2 separate regions of the Mus musculus genome follow, and region 2 is linked to region 1. The links are chromatin contacts, called in public HiChIP or PLAC-seq maps. All regions are on one chromosome and are shown on one strand. Each heading gives the region's core, a stretch centred on a gene start, on an enhancer-like site or on the middle of the called end of the contact. The rest is flanking DNA. Distances are from core to core; before and after follow the strand shown.

What was found. HiChIP or PLAC-seq counts read pairs in DNA pulled down with a chosen protein or histone mark.
Region 2: an H3K27ac HiChIP or PLAC-seq map of the NIH/3T3 cell line shows a contact between it and region 1, with 4 times the contacts expected there. The contact joins two enhancer-like sites. A contact is called at or near these places in 3 of 484 Hi-C or Micro-C datasets (the 3T3-L1 cell line, 3T3-L1-derived adipocytes and adipose-derived mesenchymal stem cells) and 3 of 115 datasets of contacts at active chromatin or transcription factors (the NIH/3T3 cell line, embryonic fibroblasts and fibro-adipogenic progenitors).

Annotation. Positions count from the first base shown.
Region 1 is chr7:72,540,381-72,543,080 of GRCm38.p6, reverse strand. No RefSeq gene overlaps it. Among named protein-coding and RNA genes, the nearest start is that of Gm39035, 230 kb to the right of the region's middle. Within about 2 kb of position 1,305, at least 78 of the 459 cell types and tissues checked have an H3K27ac peak or open chromatin away from gene starts, as enhancers often do. A contact at or near this core is called in the NIH/3T3 cell line and embryonic fibroblasts, where this site is marked.
Region 2 is chr7:72,690,781-72,693,480 of GRCm38.p6, reverse strand. No RefSeq gene overlaps it. Among named protein-coding and RNA genes, the nearest start is that of Gm36865, 130 kb to the left of the region's middle. Within about 2 kb of position 1,445, at least 32 of the 459 cell types and tissues checked have an H3K27ac peak or open chromatin away from gene starts, as enhancers often do. A contact at or near this core is called in the NIH/3T3 cell line and embryonic fibroblasts, where this site is marked.

The DNA of each region.
Region 1 (2,700 bases), core at 56-2,555:
GAGTAGGGAAAGGAAACTGACTTAGAAAGCCCATGCAAATTCCTCTGTTGCTTCCTAGGACACAGAGCAGCCCCTGATGTCTGGTCCAAGAAGAAACTGGGCTGAACTTTCTTCCTTCCATCTCCATCTATACTGCATTCCCTACATTCACTTTCAGAGAGAGAGAGAGAGAGAGAGAGAGAGAGAGAGAGAGAGAGAGAAAGGGAGAGAAACAGAGATAGACACAGGTAGAGAGAGATACAGAGAGAGAGACAGGGAGAAAGAAGGAGAGAGACAGAGACAAACAGAGACAGTGAGATAGACAGAGGGGGAGAAAGAGACAGAGAGAGGGAGAGAGACAGAGGGAGAGATAGACAGGAAGAAACAGAGACTAAGAGGGAAAGAGAGAAAGACTGAGACCAGAGAGATGAAGAGAGAGGGAGTGAGAGACAGAGAGACAGACAGAGGAAGAGAAAGAGATAGAGACAGAGAGGCAGAGAGAGAAAGATGGACAGAGAGAAAGAGACAGACACAGAGAGAGGGAGAGACAGAAGGAGAGAGAGAAAGAGACATAGAGACAAAGACATAGAGAGGGAGAGAGGGGGAGAGAGAGACAGAGAGGCAAACAAAGACAGAGAGACAGACAGAGGGAAGGAAAGAGACAGAGAGGGACAGAGACAAGCAGACAGACAGAAATAGACATAGGGACAGAGAGGGTGAGAGACAGAGACAGACAACAAGAGGGAGAGGGACAGGGAGAGAGAGAGAGGGAGGGGGAAGGGGAGGGGGAGGGAGAGGGAGGAGGTTCAGAGCTGACTGAGCGTACACTGAGTATCGCTCTCAGAGGAAAGAGGCTAGAACATTGGAACTACTCTTTTTCTGGAGGCGTGTGAAGTAATAGTACCAGTGAATAATCTCTGATTTTCACATTTTAAAGAGTAAACATACTGTGTTTAATCATTTTTAGAATCCAGCCAAAACAATATTCAGAAGACTTGATTTCAGCAGACCCACTAGGAAGCAGATACCGCAGCTCCACCCACAGGTTTCTATTTTTCTCTACTGAAGACGGAGCTCCCCGTTTGCTTTCGGATGGCAGTGAACAGTTTTGTGTGTCCGGCCACATCTTGCTAACCGCAGCCTTCTTTCCTAAGCTCATTATTTGCTAATGATTTTCTTGGCCACAAAACTCATAAAAATCCCCTGAGCTACCTTTTTTTTTTCTTTTTCTTTTTTCCTTTTTGAAATACTCGTGGGATGGTTGCTCCATTTGTTCAGCATCTGTGCTGGACAACATCTGGGGTGTGAGGAAATTCCACGGCTTGCAGTATGACGCGGAAAAAACAAAATTACTTTTTCATGCACTTCAGAGGAGACTGGAGAGCATCCTTCTGACCAAACAGGCCCTTTGTTCTCCTCCCACAAGTGGTTCTCATTAAAAATGTCATCTCCCTAATAAATTGCCTTACTGCCCTTGCAGCTGGGCCTATTGTTTTCGTGGCTTTGTGCTCACAAGGACTCTCCCAGGGAACAGAAAGCAAGAGAAAACATGGGATGCTTTCCCTACCCTGTCTGCTCAGGATGTCTTCTTTTACCCTTTGTAGGTGGATGGCAACTTGTCTATCACTGGGGCTTTAGAATTCCCCTAATATTCACTATTTGGCCAATTGTCCCCGATCATGTGCTGTCACAGCTTAAAGAGTGCATGGTGGCCATTCCTGTCTGTGGATGCAAAGTGAAAAGTGAGAGTTTGGGGACTATATCCTCGTGGTTTGTATTTTTGCATGGAAATATCCAGTGTCCCGCATTTATTCCCTGACACAAGAAAATATGACACTGTTTTAGGGAAGGTAAGAAATGAAGATACTATATATGAAAACAGGAATTGGGGGAGTGGGTTTGCCTGTATGTCTCTGTGTGTAGGCGGAGGGCTGTCTAAGGATTCTCTTTAGGAGCCACACAACGGTTAAACATCTCCCCAGAACATTCAACTCCAATTATAGCTGAGACCCAAGAATTGCAAAAAATTTAATAGTTTGGGGTTCATATATTTGATCAGAATTAATCTTAACAATCAAGGGGGCTTGTAGTGTGTGTGTGTGTGTGTGTGTGTGTGTGTGTGCTTATCAATTTATTTTCCCACCTTACTAACTACCTCCTATTTTCTCAACTCCCCACAAACCTCTATCCACTAGCTCAGCTGGGGCTTTGCTCATCCAAACTCTTTTTCCCAGTTACTCAGTGTACCTTCCACATGTGACAGGAAATTAAAATTAAAGACCTCCTGACTTGGAGGGAGAGAGAGAGAGAGAGAGAGAGAGGGAGGGAGAGAGAGGGAGAATGAGTTGTTTTGCAGTGAGGTTTCTTTTATGATCTACAGGCTTCTTATGACTTATTTAGAACTTGGGGGGAGGGGGAGATACAATAGTCTAGTGGATAGGATTGGCACTTTGTCTCAAGCTGGATGGCTGGGCTAATTTAAGATGTAAGTTTCCACAATTTTCTTTATACCAAACATTAACATACACTGAAATTAATACCTCTCCCCCTCCAGGACCCTTTTGCAGAAAAGCAGAAGTCATTGAGGCCAAGGCTGACAAACAACTTGGCTAGTCGATTGTGTCTTATGCCAGGGCATCTGTTTGAAGATATCCTTTTCAGTCATCCCTCCTGCCTGGTCGGCCATCTCAGAGGCTCTGTGCAAACTTCTAGAGGGAGGAG
Region 2 (2,700 bases), core at 196-2,695, 150 kb before region 1:
CTTAGGGCCTTTCCAAACCCTCTTCTTCAGTAGTTCCTGAGTCTTGTAAGGAGAGTGTGATAGAGATGTCTCAGGTAGGGCTAAGCTCTCTACAGTCTCTTCTTCTATTGACCAGCTGTGTATGGAGCTCTGTATTAACAGCTGTCTACTGCAAGAGGAAGCCTCTCTTGTGAGAGCTGAGAAATGCATGAATCTCTGGACATAGCAAGAAGGATTAATAGTATTTCTATTTAGCAGGATTGTAATAGATTCTACCATCAGGCCTCTGACTTATTTAGCTATTGGTTCTTGGTTTGATTAACAGTATGGGTTTCATCCTACAGTGCAAGCCTTAAAGTCATGAAGAAAGTATTTGATTGTTTTTATAACATTCAGGCCACTATTGTGTAAGTCACCGTAACTGACTTATTATTTTGGCTTGCAGGGTTCACAAGTGGATGAGGCTAATGCCTACTTTGCTCCTTCTGTTGTGCACCTAGAATCTTCCAGCACTATGACAGCTAGCAGCTGAGGAAGAATACCCGAATTTTCCATTTCTGTTCAATATAGTATTTGAGTTCTTAGCCAGAACAATAAGAAAAATGAAATAGATAAAGTACAGGTAGGAAAGCGAAAAAGTGAAAGGATCGTTATTTGAAGATATGATTCTGAATATAAGACTCTAAAGAATCCACTAGAAAACTCATGCAGCTGATAAGCATACTCTTTTCCTCCCCCAACTCCTCCTGGAACTTACCCAACCAATTTCATATTCTTTCCACATTCTCATAAACAAATAAATTAACAACCTAGATTTAAAAACAAACAAAAACAAAACAAGTACCAAAACAAAACCAAAAAAGGCACACAAAAACATCATATTTATTTTGCATTGAGGAACTCTTCTTGGTCCTGGGGCCTGCTGTGGCATGTCACTGATATATTGACATTTTAATTTGAGTCTTTTCAACCAAAATATTCTGACAAATACACTGGTGTATCTGGGCTCAGCAGCCAAGAAAGTCTTGGGGAACACTGAGTTTGATGTTTGATGTCAGTTTACTCTCTACTTCCTTTTTCCTTGTAACTTGAAAAATTAAAAACCAAGGCTTAGATTCATCAATGAGAAGTATGAATCATGTACCGCCTAGAGACGCCTATTCCCCATGTCATGATGTGTTATCCAGGAAGCCTGATGACAGAGCCCCTTTGTAATACTTACTTGGGAAGTGAGGTCTGACTTAAACCATTTCATTTCACATTTATGTAGAAATAAATGCTTCAAAGCATTTTTATAAATGTTCCTTCTGATTTCTCCTCCTTCCACCCGCATTGTACAGGACGTGTTGGTACCTATCTGTTGAGTCAGCACTAAATTCTACAGGAACACATTCAGAGGGATTAGCGTTTCCTCCACGGTGTCTGGCATCTTTTCAATCCCGGATGTTAAACTCGGGGAAGAACCAGAATGCACAGGCACTAACTGGCCTTGGTGACTAACACAGCCCCCTTTCTCCTCCAACCCACCGAGTAGCAAAGGGTGTTCCTGCGAAGAATGCTCCAGAAAGCACAGGCATCTTCGATGCTACTGGGTGTTGGTTTTGGGTGAACTGTATCTTATCTGGCAATCCTTTTTTTTTTTTTTTTTTTTTTTTGAGCAAAAGATCTTGGATTCATGAGCTGTAAAGGTGACATTCTGTGGTGGCGAAGTGAAAGCTTACACAACATAAGTAAAGTATGAGCCATTCATGCAGATTTTAAGCTTCAAAAATTCCCTTTATCTTGTTTTGCTCTCTTTTTATCGAGTCTGGAAGCAGATGGCACGATGCTTAACCTGGCAACCATCTTTCACCACAAGCAGCATTCGGAATAAGTGGATCTGACTGAAGGGCATCAGCTCCTGCTGCTAGGGACTCTCTGGAAGCCTCCTTTTTTTTATTCCCATTCTTCAGTTGTCACCTGTGGCAGGAATTGAATGCCCTTTCCTTCTTCCTCCTCATGACTCCATTACAGTAAACACCATGTGATTTTTCAATGTCTAGTGAATGGAACAGATTGACTGTATTTCTTCCTGCTGAGAGGTGGCAAAGCTTTAGCAGGTGTGACTGACTTTCTGCTTCATGTCACTCAGGCTATGGACATTTCTGGCCCCTTACTCATCTCGAAGATGGTGCCCTCATTTAAAATGATAGAAATTACCATGATGTCTAGAATCTGAAACATGCTCAGGATACATTAGTTTTGTCTGGTGCCAATCTTTGTGTGGACTAATGAGCACAACAGGCACCTATTGTTTACAAATAGCAATGCCATTTTATTATTTGAACGGAGCTTAGAGTTAATGGGTTAGGGAACCAGGGAGAGGCTAGATCTCATAATATTCTTCCTCATACTTTGTGTATGTAGTCAGGTTTTGAAAAATGCAGCAGAAATACACTGACAATACTTAGAAGTATTGCATACTATGTGGGTTATGGTTTTGTGGTACTTTGAGAGAAAGCAATAGTTCCCAGAATGCACAGCCTCATGAGACATCATACCCAGCAGTCCCCAACCTTTTAAACCATAAAAGTACCACACATAATGAGAAGTAGCATCTAAATTCTGAAATTGCTGCCTCTGCCAGTCTTTTCTCCAATGTATGTCCTTGACATCCAGCCAAAATGAGGTGCTTGTGATTGTACGGGTGTCTCCATGGAGCCCCTGTTCTATGCCAGTACT